3 separate regions of the Mus musculus genome follow, and all the other regions are linked to region 1. The links are chromatin contacts, called in public Hi-C maps. All regions are on one chromosome and are shown on one strand. Each heading gives the region's core, a stretch centred on a gene start, on an enhancer-like site or on the middle of the called end of the contact. The rest is flanking DNA. Distances are from core to core; before and after follow the strand shown.

What was found. A called contact is a pair of places that touch in the nucleus more often than the background predicts.
Region 2: a Hi-C map of CD8 T cells shows a contact between it and region 1, with 6 times the contacts expected there. The contact joins the enhancer-like site here to the promoter of Dus4l in region 1. A contact is called at or near these places in 1 of 39 promoter capture datasets (pre-B cells), 1 of 484 Hi-C or Micro-C datasets (CD8 T cells) and 1 of 115 datasets of contacts at active chromatin or transcription factors (acute myeloid leukemia).
Region 3: a contact with region 1 is called in a Hi-C map of B cells, with 5 read pairs. The contact joins the promoter of Pik3cg here to the promoter of Dus4l in region 1. A contact is called at or near these places in 1 of 39 promoter capture datasets (pre-B cells), 1 of 484 Hi-C or Micro-C datasets (B cells), 3 of 115 datasets of contacts at active chromatin or transcription factors (CD8 T cells, bone marrow-derived macrophages and effector CD8 T cells) and 1 of 9 other capture datasets (pancreatic islet).

Annotation. Positions count from the first base shown.
Region 1 is chr12:31,652,228-31,656,595 of GRCm38.p6, forward strand. It overlaps Dus4l (dihydrouridine synthase 4-like (S. cerevisiae)), which reads right to left and starts at 2,599. Exons shown (of 7, transcript NM_028002.2): 1 at 2,463-2,599; 2 at 64-214. The coding sequence starts at 179. It overlaps Cog5 (component of oligomeric golgi complex 5), which reads left to right and starts at 2,642. Exons shown (of 23, transcript NM_001163126.1): 1 at 2,642-2,756. The coding sequence starts at 2,663.
Region 2 is chr12:32,289,748-32,294,115 of GRCm38.p6, forward strand. No RefSeq gene overlaps it. Among named protein-coding and RNA genes, the nearest start is that of Gm33308, 46 kb to the left of the region's middle. Within about 2 kb of position 2,349, at least 191 of the 459 cell types and tissues checked have an H3K27ac peak or open chromatin away from gene starts, as enhancers often do. A contact at or near this core is called in CD8 T cells, acute myeloid leukemia and pre-B cells, where this site is marked.
Region 3 is chr12:32,206,155-32,210,522 of GRCm38.p6, forward strand. It overlaps Pik3cg (phosphatidylinositol-4,5-bisphosphate 3-kinase catalytic subunit gamma), which reads right to left and starts at 2,505. Exons shown (of 11, transcript NM_001146200.2): 1 at 2,364-2,505.

The DNA of each region.
Region 1 (4,368 bases), core at 1,349-3,848:
ACAAAACTGGGTACATCTAAGGGAAGCTAAATATTGGCTTATTAATAATTTAACAATACTTACTTTGAATATCGAACCATCGGGGCACAGACTTTTACCAGCTGTCCAGAATGAAACATTTCTATCGGGTCTTTTTTTCTTTCTTGACATATTGTGGTTGGTAAGGAGTCACTTCTCATGTGTACAGGTTAGTTTCAAGTCTGAAAAAGACAGTCTGCAAAGAGAATTATGCATTTCAGTATTTGGAATCCCCATCACTGGGCTGGTCACATAGCTGTTGTATGGGAGGATACTTGCTGCATGTGGCAGACCCTGGGTTTAAATTTCAGTATTGGAAAAAAAAAAAAAAAAACCAAACAAACCCAAAACTATTATTCTTGTAATTTCATCTTTCATGAGCTTGTGTACTCAGAAATAATTTGAGTTTCTTTCCCCCTTATCAATAAAAGAATATCTTCCCAAATTCTGCCTCTACTTACAGGATCAATAAATGTGAAAAACTGCACAGAGTAGTTTTCAAAGACGATATGGGAAACCACTAGGTTTTCCCTGTGTGTGTCATGTGATGATTTGATTGTTACTTTTTTGCTTATTTTTTGAGACAGGATCTTGCTATATACCAGGCTAGCTTACATAGTTGCTAACCTAACCTTGCCGGTGCTGGGATTACCCTGGTGTGCCTCCATACCCAACTTCAGATTCGTTTTTAATTTCATGCATTTTACTTTCATGATTAAACCAAGGGATCTGGCTTTAATTGCTTCCCATAAAATACTTTGTATGATAGACAAACCGAAAAAAAGGAAAGTTAGGTGGCAGTAATAGAAACTCGTATTTCAAAACAAATCCTGGTATTTTGGGGCTAGAGAGATTGCTCAGTGGTTAGGAGTATGGACTATTCTTGCAGAGGATCTGAGTTCAGTTTCTAGCACCCACATTGGGAGGATCATGGTACTTCTATGCTCAGTTTCAGGGGGTCCTACACCTCTGGCCTCTGAGGGGACTTGTAGCACACACATATATTCATCTACATACATACACATACAACTTAAAAAAGAAACTCTGATACTTTTATTCTAGTTTTTTTGTGAATCAGAAGGCAGAAACAACTTTATTATTTTAAATAATCTAAATTTATTACCAGTGAAGATATTCAGTTATTACCAAGTAAGTGCACCGTAAATAACTTTTATGCCCAAAGTACAAGTGATAAAATTGTTTAATATTTTTCATGTTGTACTTAAAGCTTTTGACTTCATAGTTTTTGTTTTTATATTCCATTTTGGCCTTTGTAATCTATTGCCAGATAAAAGCTAACTCTATAAAAGGCTAGTTGTTCAAAATTCAGTCTTTAATGTTTGGCAGTAGGCTAAATGAACACAAGGCCAATATACTGAAGGATGTCATGGCTTGCAAGAAATCTTTGGAAGTGTCAACACTGTTCAGAGGAAAATGGGAGCGTAATTAAGCTAAGTCAGAGATGGGCTATGTCGATATGAGGAATAAACACGGAGTAAACCACTAAGAGACTATTTGCAAAGGAGGGAAGAATCTTACACATTACAGAACTGGTACACACTAGGAGGTGGTGATCGGCAATGGCGTCATGACTGACTTTCTAAAGCATGATTTTGCTCTTACTCATTCTTGTGGCCAGACTAAATGGCAAAGTCTGCTTCAGTATGAATTTCTTGAATAAGCTATAGCTTTCAATCTTGATAGTAAATTAGGATGCAGAAACTTTTAGGAATAAAAATGCTTAAGTCACATCCAAGACCAAAAACAGCTCTCTGAACTTATGGGATGAAGGTATCAATATTTTGTTTTAAAGTTCTCCAAAGCATGCAGCACCGGACATAATATTTTGGTAATATGTGCTTCTACACCTAGAATTCCTTTTAAAATATAAGTGAATTTTTTTTTTTTTGAAAACTTGTGCTGGTATGTATAGTGGGCGTTAAAAACTTTATTGCATATTAATATGTAGACTAAAGTCAATCTTTTTTTTGTGAAAAACAAGAAAGCTAAGGAAAGAAAATCATCCTGTAATTCAGATAATGCTATTCGTCGTGTATGATTATTACAAACAAAGTAGTTTCGTAAACTATGCATACTGAAATCTAATGCAACTCTAGGCGCGCTGCCTCTCGCTACCGCATCGTGACTGAGGTCAAACACAGGAGGGAAAAATCTTCTGAGGCGATGTTAAGGGAATGCAAAATGCAGAGTAGCTCCAGACCAACTCAATAAATAGTTACGAATATTTAAACGTTTTTATTTTTAAGGGCAGAGCTTAACAACTATTCTTCCCCAGCATATACTGCCTGCTACCCGGGCTTGCCACTCCAGGCGGGGACTAGGTAAGGCTGAGCAGCCCTAAGCTCCCACGTGTTGGGCGAGGAGGGCCGTGACGCTCCCAAGAGCCTCTTCCCCACGCCGGAGTTCTCAGGCCCAATACTTGCGTTGGAGATCGGCGCGGTGGCTGCGTCCGGAGCGGAATGGGAGAAGGCCCCGGCGGCGACCTGTCTTTCCTTGCACGTAGGATTGTAGTACTTAGGTTCCCAAACGCAACCCGGGCCGGGCAGGTGGGGCGGCGCCTTGATTCTGCGTCACTTGGAGGGCGGGGCGATTGCAAGACGTCATCAACCCGGCACTTGCCAACATGGAAGGTGGAGACAGCACAATTTCCGTAGCAGGCCGTGGGGCTTCGGGTTCCGCAGTAGTGGCGGCGACCGTGCAGGCGATCCTGCAGGACGGTAAGGCGTCGGACGGTGGCCCGGCCTGGGTCGCCCTGCCTTGCGCAGAGTCCGAGAATCCTACCGGTCACTTTGCACAAAGTTTTCCTGTCTGGACTTGGCCACTCCCCTCCGCCCGGCCCCCTGGCGTCCGGGATTGTCCTGGTCCCCCAGTTTCACGGGGAACGTGTTCCTCTCTTCCCGTGGGTGTCTTGGGGAAAACACCTGGTGTCTAGTTGCTGGGGTTTGCACTGGATCATGATGCGCCCGGGACATCGCTGTAGTTCCTGCACGACGTGGTCGGGGCTGATAGCCGCTACTGCTGCTCAGTTCCTGACCAAGGATTGCACTGTCCGTGCCCAGAAGTGTGAACTCACCCTAGGTGACAGACCGCTCGCTGCTTAAGGAAAGGGATGGAGGATGCAAAATGTGGAGTTGGAAATTTCCGTGTTCAGTTCTTGGGCTATGCAGGTGCCTCTGTTATCCATACATGTCGAGTACTGAAGTCAGGATTACTGGTAGTTTGAAGAGAAATTATCCCAAGTAAATTAACTATATACCTTTCTATAGTATAGTACGCTTGAAAGTCAAGTTCGGTTGTATTAATGCTCAATCTGAGAGACAGAACAAAATTCAGTTTGCTAAAGGTATTAGGCCTTAATCATCCCATCTTTTCTCTAGTTGACACTAAGTTCTTTCATCTATTAAAAGCGTTTGCATTTATCACCTTAATTGCTTCCGAGGCCCTTGCGCCTCCTCCTCCCCAATCCCCTTCCCCCTTGTTTTTGAGACAGGGTTACTCTATGAAACCCTGACTGTTTTGGAACTCCCTGTAGATCAGTCAGTCTAGCCTTGAACTCACAGAGATACACCTGCTTCTGTCTACCACCTGCTGGGATCAAAGGCTACCAAGCCAAGCATAGGAACCTCTTTTTATATTCCACAGAGTTAAAAGCAGTATTCTGCATACAGTAGGAACAGATTTTTTTTTTTAATTTTCCACATAAGAGTGGCTTAAAGGATCAAACTGAAATTTAAATTATGGTGTTTTCCCTGATTGTTGAATATTTTATATCTTTTTAATAGATATTTTATATCTTGTCAAGACTAGTGATGTTTTTCAGAGTTAGGTTGTGGTATATTCTTAGAGTTTCTGCCTGATGCACCTCATCTTTGTGTCTTAATTGAAATTTAAATTTAACCAAGTTTCAAAATCCTGAAACGAGTGTGTGTGTGTGTGTGTGTTTAATAGCTGTCCAGCCTTTGAGCTTAAACTGAACTTAAAACTATGCTTGCTTTTTTCCTTCTGTGGTTTCAAATACAATTAAGTAAAGTCTCAGCAATTAAATAAAGCCCTTTGTTTTAAGGACATTCCCTTCCTTTGTGCTGTGGAGTTTATTCCTGTCTAGAATCCAAACACTCCCATTCTATAATGTTAAAATCACTTTGCAGAGGTCCTCATTGGTTCCTTGGAAGTAAGTCAGATGGGCACTTCTGCTTCTTATCCTATTTAAACTTGTAAAAGCTTGGCTCTTTCCTTGAAGTAATTTGTTATATGATATAAGGATCCCACACTATTTGTTTATTTTTCAAGACAGGGTTTCTCTGTTGTAGCTCTGGCTGTCCTGGAATT
Region 2 (4,368 bases), core at 1,099-3,598, 640 kb after region 1:
GTGGGTATGCAGTCATCCATCTAACAGCAAAAGTAGCTTCCTTGCTCTTCACAGTCAATGGGAACAAAGATCATGGGCTTCTACACAGTTTCCAGTGACGTCATAGACCATGAACAAGGTCCTTGTTGCAGTAGGACCCCAGACCCAAACAAGACCCTTGCAGGCTGCCCCAACTGCCTGTGGACATATCACCTTAGGTGGCTGTGCAGGCTACTCAGACCAGTATGTACTCCTTCCCTGCTTCCCCCCCCCCCCCCCACGCTGGGGACAGCATGACCCAAGGAGATCAACATGGCTCCGGGTAGTAGACCACAAACCACAGACCTCTGCCTGGCCTTTGATGGTAAATTAGACCATGAACATCAACACACACCTTGGTGGCAATAGGACCTTTGTCCCAGATGTGGCCCTCAATGGCAGCAAGGACCCAGCATGGGTGGTTGCAGGCCTGGCTGGCTTATCAGACTGTTGGCTCTTCTGCCTGCACATCAGCCCCAGGTGGGGGGGGGTGTTCAATTTTTTTTTCCTGATGAATACTGATGCAAAAGTTTTCAATTAAATTATTCCTAACTTGACCTGGCTTGGAGGCACAAACCTTTAATCACAGCAGCTGGGAGAGAGAGACAGGCATATCTGTGAGCTTGAGGCCAGCCTACTTTACAGAGTGAGTTCTGGACTACACAGAGAGACCGTGTGTGTGTGTGTGTGTGTGTGTGTGTGTGTGTGTGTGTGTGTGTGTGTGAGCGTGCATGCTCTCTCGTGCACATGTACACACACACACACACACACACACACACAGAGCTATTGAAAACTGAATTCAAGAACACACCAAGGAGATTATGCACTGTGACTTAGTTGTTTTTACCCTGAGATGCAGAATGGTTCAACATACATAGCCCAAAACTTATAATGCAAGATATAAATAGACTTGAGGTAAAAACAGAATCACATGGTCATTTCTATCAATGCTAGTCAGACCCTTGGCAACACTCAACATCACTTTGTGATAAAATCCCAGAACAAGCTAGGAATAGAAAGAACATAGTTAAACACAACAGAGGTTGTATATGACCAACCCATAGTTAATCTTATAATAAATGAGGAAAAGCTCAGAGCACTTTTCTTATAGTCTGGGTGGAGTGAAGGATACACACTCCTTCCATCCTTATTGCATACAGTACACAATGGTTTAACCAGAGGAATAAGACAAGAGAATTATGTTTGCTATAACTATTCGTCTACAAGACTCTGTGTGAATAGAAGTCCTTACTACCCTTGAAGCATACACCCAGGACTAAAATTGCTGGGTCACAGAATGGCTCTGTCTATCTTACATGGATTTTGAATATGACAGGGAAACTGGTTACCTGGAGAATAATGAACAGGGTGATTGAATACAGTGGACAAAACGCTGTAACCATGGGTCTCCTAAATTCTACAGTGCACACCGCTGAGTAAGGAGTCAGGAGTGATTAATCCATAGACTGGTGAAATATTCCCTCACAGAAATACCAGTTTATCAGGTTCACATTGCTAGGGTGTGGTGTAACCTAGACCTGCTAGAGATGATGCAATATTTGAATTTCAGCAACCCCCCCCCCCAAAAAAAAACCAAAAACAAAAAACGGATGGAAATTCCCCACATGAAAATGAAGCAGGGCTGGTGAGGTGGCTCCCTTGACAAAGCATTTGCTTCAGGACATGATGACCTGAGTTCGATCCCCAGTACCCACAAGGTGGAGGGAGCCAATCTGCTCCTGCAATTGTCGTTTGATCACAAGGACAGCACAACACCCAGTGAATAACAGATAAGTGGAAAGCAAAATGAAGGAAGTAAAAAGCAGCTGTTTAGTGGTAGTAGTTTGATGTCCATTGCAGTGGACTATGAGTTCTTTACTAACTCAAAAACTTCTATATAGCTAGAAGAAACGAACAAACAAAAACAAAACAAAGAAAGAAAGAAAAAGGAGACAAGGTTAAATCACTAAGTGCCCACAGAAGCCAGAGAAATGATGAATGAGTTAACAAATCAGGCCTCTCTGGGTGCCCTGCTTCAAAGAACCTTGGCGAATGTGGTAGTCTCCAGAATATGTCACTTAAATCCAGACTTCGTAAAAACACAAAATGACAACCACGGAAAATGTACTGACATTTAAACCAAGCCCTGGGCGACGATGGGTAAGCTCCTGTAATAAAGAAAAGAGAAAAGAGACCGAGAAAGAAAGGGCGAGGGAAATCGGCTACAGGAAAAAACCCCAGACTTTCAAGCTGATAAACTTGAAGAGCAGGGAGTGTGATCTAAGGCGCCTCGTTTTAAAATACCTCAAAATTACCACAAGGTGGCGCTCTCGGGAATTTGACGCTCCAGACAATCCTGCTTCCCTGAAGTCCCGCTTTGTAGAAGGGTGGGCTGAAGGAGATGAGCCAGGCAAGGCTGCTGTGCCCTCTTCAAGGCCTGGGGTAGCTCTTTGACTTCCAAGCCTAATCTTACTCTCAGCGCGAGATCCATTAAAAACAGATCTTGGTGAGGCAGTCTGAGTCGGTGCTGCTGACCCCTACAGGCCACACTTGGAGTAGCAAAGGCTTAAACAACTGGAGAAATGAAGACTCGAATCTATCATGTTTAGAAAATTGTTTACAGAACAGCCTCTGTTCTGACCAATGGGATGATTCCATTACTAAGGTATAATGTTTGGGTTGTGACTTCAAAATACACGAGTATCTTCTACGTATTTCTGGATAGAATATCGACACAGGGATTAGTTCTTTTGGTTCGCCTAAAAGAGGACATTAACCTTGGAATGACTAAGCAAAACCACGAAAGCAACTTCCTCTCCTTCTCTCTCTCTCCCTCCCTGCCTCCCTTCCATCTTTTCCTCCTCACTCTCTCTCTGTTCCTCTCTTCCTTCTTAACAGAGTCTCACTAGGCTGCCCAGTCTGACCCCAAACCCAAGATTCTCACGCCTCACCCTTCTGAGGGGTTTGTTTGTTAATAGAGAAACCTAAAGCTGCAACCTTTTAAAACTCCTGCTATCCAGAGCCCAGCAAATGGAAGCGAGTCTCCTCTGCCAAAGCCAGGCTGCTAATTTATTAAGTCCAGTTAGAGGGACAGAATTCACGTGACTTAGGAAGCTGAGCGGCTTGTGGAAATGTTGACAGTGTGCCGAGGACCAGACACTAGGTGGAGCTTTCAGAAATGACTCTTGAAACCACAGTACAAAATGGTGTCACTGGGCAGCTGCTGTGTTGGCCATGTCCTGGTGAGGACGTCACTCTGAGCAGGAAGTTGTCAGGATTGCTGTGTGCTCCACAGGTCTGCCCCTGCTGCAGTGTGTACCAGGAAAACCAGGCCCTGTGGACTCATAACAGTCAAAATAGCAGTGACTGGCACTGAGACCTCTGCCCATCTAGTGGCAGAGAGGGCCAGTTCCAGAGGTGCCTGCCAGCTAAGGCTTGTACTGATGCATCGGGTTGGCTACATCTAAGTCTAACTTAAAACCAAATCTAGGTCCAGTACCTGGGAGATGGAGGCAGGGGGATGGATGAGGATCCAAGATCACACTTGGCTATGTGGGAAGTTTGAGACCAGCCTGGGCTACCAGAGACCCTATGTGAAAAAAAAAAACATCTAAATAATATATCTACTGTGGAATATGGAAAACGTAGTTTTCAGCTTTCTGGACTCAAAGGCTCAAGAAAATACTGTAAGCAAGGGAAGTCTGGAACCCTCTGCCCTCAAACTTCACCAGAATCCAGAGAAAATAGAGAAGAGCAATAATGAAATTGTGGAGCTTTGAATAAGAAGGGGCCCATAGGCTCATATTTGGATGCTTAGGGAATGGCACTAGGAGGCGTGGCCTTGTTGGAGGAAGTGTGTTATGGAAGTTGGAGTGGGGTTGGGGAGGTTCAGGGGTGGGGATAGGTGGGTAGTGGGTGAGTAGTGGGTGATTGGTATTTCAAATACTCAAGCCAGGCCCAGTGGCTCTCTCTGTTCCTGTTGTCTGCTGTTCCAGATCTCAGCTACCTCTCCAGCACCACATCTGTCTGCATGCTGCCAAGTTTCCTTCCATGGTGATAATTGGACTAAACCTCTGAACATAAGGCATTGCCAATCAAATGCTTCCCTTTATAAGAGTTGCTGTGGTCGTGGTGTCTCTTCACAGCAATAGAAACCCTAACCAAGACAACTATTTCTGACAGTTCAGTATGTGCAAATCAGCATGTTAACACAACGGGATAGAAAGGGCCTTTCAGTAACTAACAGCCTGGGAACTGGCTTATCATTTTGGAAATGTTTAGAGAACATACCAGGTGAATTCTGCATAGATCAATACTGTAAATGTGAACTGCACAAGCATAAAATATGTA
Region 3 (4,368 bases), core at 1,255-3,754, 550 kb after region 1:
CATGAATCCCTGCCAGCTACTTACTGTTTGAGTGATGTAGCCTACCTAATATCCGAGCCTGATTTTTATATGTAAATTTGATTATTTACAAATAGAAGATGGAGGTAAAAGTTAAATAAGGCAGCGCAGCTTTTTAAAAAACCATGCTGACACCGTTTCTTTAGTTTTGTGTGTGTGTATGTGTGTGTGTGTGTGTGTGTGTGTGTGTGTGTGTGTATGATGTTTTCATTTAATGCACCATGGGCCTGGAGAGATGGCTCAGTGGATAAAAGTGCTTCCTGTACAAACATAAGGTCAGAGTTCATACCCTACCTCCCATATAAGCATTACCATTGTCCCCATGGACCTGTAACCCCAGGGGTGGGTCTCTCTCTCTTTCTGTCTCTGTCTGTCTGTCTCTAACGTTTTCTCTCTGTCTCTGTCTGTCTCTGTCTGTCTGTCTGTCTGTCTCTCTCTCTCTCTGTGTTGGGAGGAGAGCAGAGATGAGAAAACTTACTGGGGCTTGCTGTCTGTCTCCCAGCCTAGCTCCAGGTTCAGTGAGAGACCCAGTCTGAAAGGAATAAGGTGGAGAGAGTCTCCTCTGTCCTCTGCAGGTATACTTGCACACCTGCACACACATATGCTCACACCACACAATATACCGCCCTCACATGTGCACAAAAATATGTTAAACCCTCATCTAGCACAGTGTCTGTCATTTACTGGCTCAAAATGGCAACTGTTTGTAAGTACCCTGAAACTCACAGATGCATAAGACAGTACAGTGGAGGGCAAAGGCTGAGTCCCTAAGGTGCGGTGTGAGACCCTGAACATCACTTTGAGAACAAGCCAATGCCGATGCATTTCCTCTGTTCAGTCTCACACTTCTCTAACCTAGACACCCAATCTTGCTTCATCTTCTCTATTTTCAAACTGTCTGAACCCAGTCTCCCTAGTCAACTTCCTGTCTTCTTTCTTTTCATTTTTTCTTTCTATATAAGAAAGCTAGTCATTCCATTCATAAAACTCAAGTGTAGTAAAACTGGTGAAGATTGTAATCAAAGCCGTGTCCCCACACATACCATTTTGGTCATGGAATGCAGAGCATTCCAGCTATCACTGCTATATTAGGGCAGGGGGAGGTGCTAACATACATGGACTTTACCAATATGAACTTTTAGGTAATTTTAACTGAGCCAGTTGGTTTGGCCTGCCTCTGCTTTAGAGGGGACACAGTAGAAGACGTGATTCCTGCCCTCCCATGACCCGAAACAATAATTCAGTTTCCTTATGTCCTAATATTTTCATCTCCATAGCAGGAATTTACAAATTTGTTCCCATCATATTACCTATATTTAGGTATTTGCCCTCTACAAGGTATTTAAGCATAACTATGAACCCATCAACTAATGACTGAAATGCTCAGAGTTCCAAAACTAAAAAATAATCCATAAAAATGATTCATAAAAATTTTGATTTTAATATTTAACATTGCTACATTGGTACTACATTATATTCTAAACCACATTCAAATATTGAAACAAAATATTTCAGAAAATATCATTTACTCTCTAATTGATGTTAATGAGATCCATAATTAGTTTTTCCTGAAGAACAGTGGAGTGTTAATTATATACCCCAAAGGAGATCTTGATTAAAAGCTATAAAAGACAAGTTACATTGGATCTCAACTTATGTACAATTCTTGGGTTAAACTATTTTAAAAGTCAATTCTCCCTCCTTTTAAAATATAATGAAGCTATACTTAGTAAATAAATGAAACCAACTGTCCCAAACAACTGTTGCTTGGTAGCTTAAAGCATTCACTTTGGTCTTTTGGTATAGTATAGAATAACCAACAAAGAAAAGAACCATAAACTATTTTGATACTGACATGAACTTAAAATAAAACATGTCCAAATTTAAGCATACAAATATAACTCAGTTATCTGCCTCAGTGACAGCAGGAACTCACGCTATATAGCACGATACAAGGTACAGAAGAGAAAAGGCTGACCAAATACTCACTGGGTTTCCTCATGGCTGGGACTAAGTAGCTTTGTCCTCTTACAAAAACACTGTCTGGACAGAATTCCCAAGCAAGCACTTGGTCGACTCTGGAGCCTGTCCGTCACGGGCTCTGTGGCCGCCCCTTTCCGCACAAACAAAAACAGAAAGAACTAGTGCACCTGCAAGCCCTTGCTGGACGGAACTTTGTGGATGTACACAGTCTAAGCGCGCCGAGACAAGGAAACTCAGACGCTCGGGGGTTGGCTCAGCTTGAACCGGCAATGGATCCAGACAAAAAGATTCTAGCTGAGAAGGAAGGTGTTACTGTTCCAAGTCATACCAAGCAAAGAGCAAACAACAGAAAGCAGTCGTACCTGAGGCAGCCCTGGAGGTGATGCGGAGGAGGATCATTTGTTTACTTTAGGAAAAAAAAAAAAAAAACGAATCTAGACCTACCCGGGGCACCTCGTCTCTTCCTCTTTTCTGGGGCTCCCTTCATATCCAGATGCAGAGGAAGTGTTGCAGTTACCAGGAAGGAAGTTTTAACCAAGTTGATTATACATGTGATTGCTCATTTTAAAAGTGTCAGAAATGCATTTCCTGCTGAAGCACACACAGAGCAGAGCGGAACAGAGAACGGTGTTTGCCTTACTATTTCTCTCACTCTTTGAATTAACTCTTCAAAGATTGTGAGAGACTCAGACAAACCAAAAATATACCCAAGGCATAAACAAATGAAGCGTGTGTGTAGCTAGCAATAAGTAGAAGAAAGGGCTGCGTAGCCACAGTATTGGATTGCTTGTAGTGAAATCTATTTCCCTTTGAGAATTCGAATAAGCCCTAGTGTGTGTGTGTGTGTGTGTGTGTGTGTGTGTGTGTTGTAACTGTGGACTGTTGGGCTCAGTCTGGATGCTTGCAAGAGCAAAGCCTGGGAACTCACTTCCTTACATTGGTGAGACCTCCCCCTGCCTCCCTTCTAGACCATTCAAGTCTCAAAATATCACAAACTGAAAGTCCTGCAGCATGCAATGTGTGTGCCTGTTGCTGATATGCTGAGTGTGTGTGTGTGTGTGTGTGTGTGTGTGTGTGAAAATGAATTAGTCAGACAAAACAGGAGGACATTGCTCTCCTGGCGACATTAGGGAGCTAGAAACTGCCTGCTCCAGGCAGGTAATCACTGAGAGATGGCTTCCAGTTTCCACAGGCTTGGAGAACAGGGAGGAGGCAGGCTCTGAATTCTTCTTAAAGCAGTCCTATATTTTCCAAGTAACCTCAATTCCTTCTACAACCCTAAGCATAGCCAGTCGTCCCCTGTTCCAGGGGTCTCTATACCAGGGCTTATTCTCCCCCACTAGGCTGTCAAGGATTCCAGCTGGAACAGCAAGAAGGATAGAGGAGCCTCACACAGCCCTCCGAAGCACAGCCTCATGAGTTTCTTTGAGCTTCGTGGATATTGAGATAGAGTCTCTGACCTGTTCTATTTCCTCTCACACAGTCCTTGTGATGGTTCGTACAGATTGTAAACGTGACAGGATCTGGAATCTAAGAGACAAATCTCTGTGCATCCCTATAAGCCTGTCTCTAGACTGGCTTAGGTGAAGTATATAAAGGTCCACTCTAAACATGGGAGCTGCAGTTCTGGATGGGAGAAAGCCAGAGAACGGCAGGCCCTGTTCATCTGCTTCCTGATGGCAGATGCAATGTTAGCAGCTGCTCTATGATCCTGCCGGCATGACTTTCCTGCCACGATGCACTGTACCCTCAAATTGGGAACCAAAATAACTCCCGTTCTGCCTTAAATTGCTTCTGTTGGATGCTTTGTCACAGCAACAAGGAAAACAGTACATAAAAGATAAAGTCCTTTGGGTCTTAGCTTTAAAATAGTGGTTTAAGAGTCAATAGCAGTGGTCAAGTCTTGATTCAAAGGCTGCTGAATTTCAGATATGTAAAGGGGGTATTTCAGCTTTCCAAAGCATATTTCTATGTAAGCATACTTCCTTGAGAGGTTGGTATCTTTACAAGTCTCAGGGTAGCTTGAATTGTTTAGGGGGGAAGACTTACCAAGTTATGCTTCACTCAGTGTGTGTGTGTGTGTGTGTGTGTGTGTTTGGGGGGGCCCTGACAGCAGGTGAAGTGAGTAGGGCTCTTCAGAGGGGACGCTGACCTGAGGGGACTGTGAGCTGACTAATTCTCAGCTTTCCAGCTTTACACACACATGCATATGCACGCTTTCAGAAATGCTAGACTCAGGCTCTTGGGTCCTTTTTCTTTTGAAAGGACTATTCAGCTAAGTTCACTCATGTGAAAAAAATGTCAATTCTCTGACTAAACTTTCAAATACTTTAGGCTTACCGGTGGTTTGAGATTAAACGTCCTATG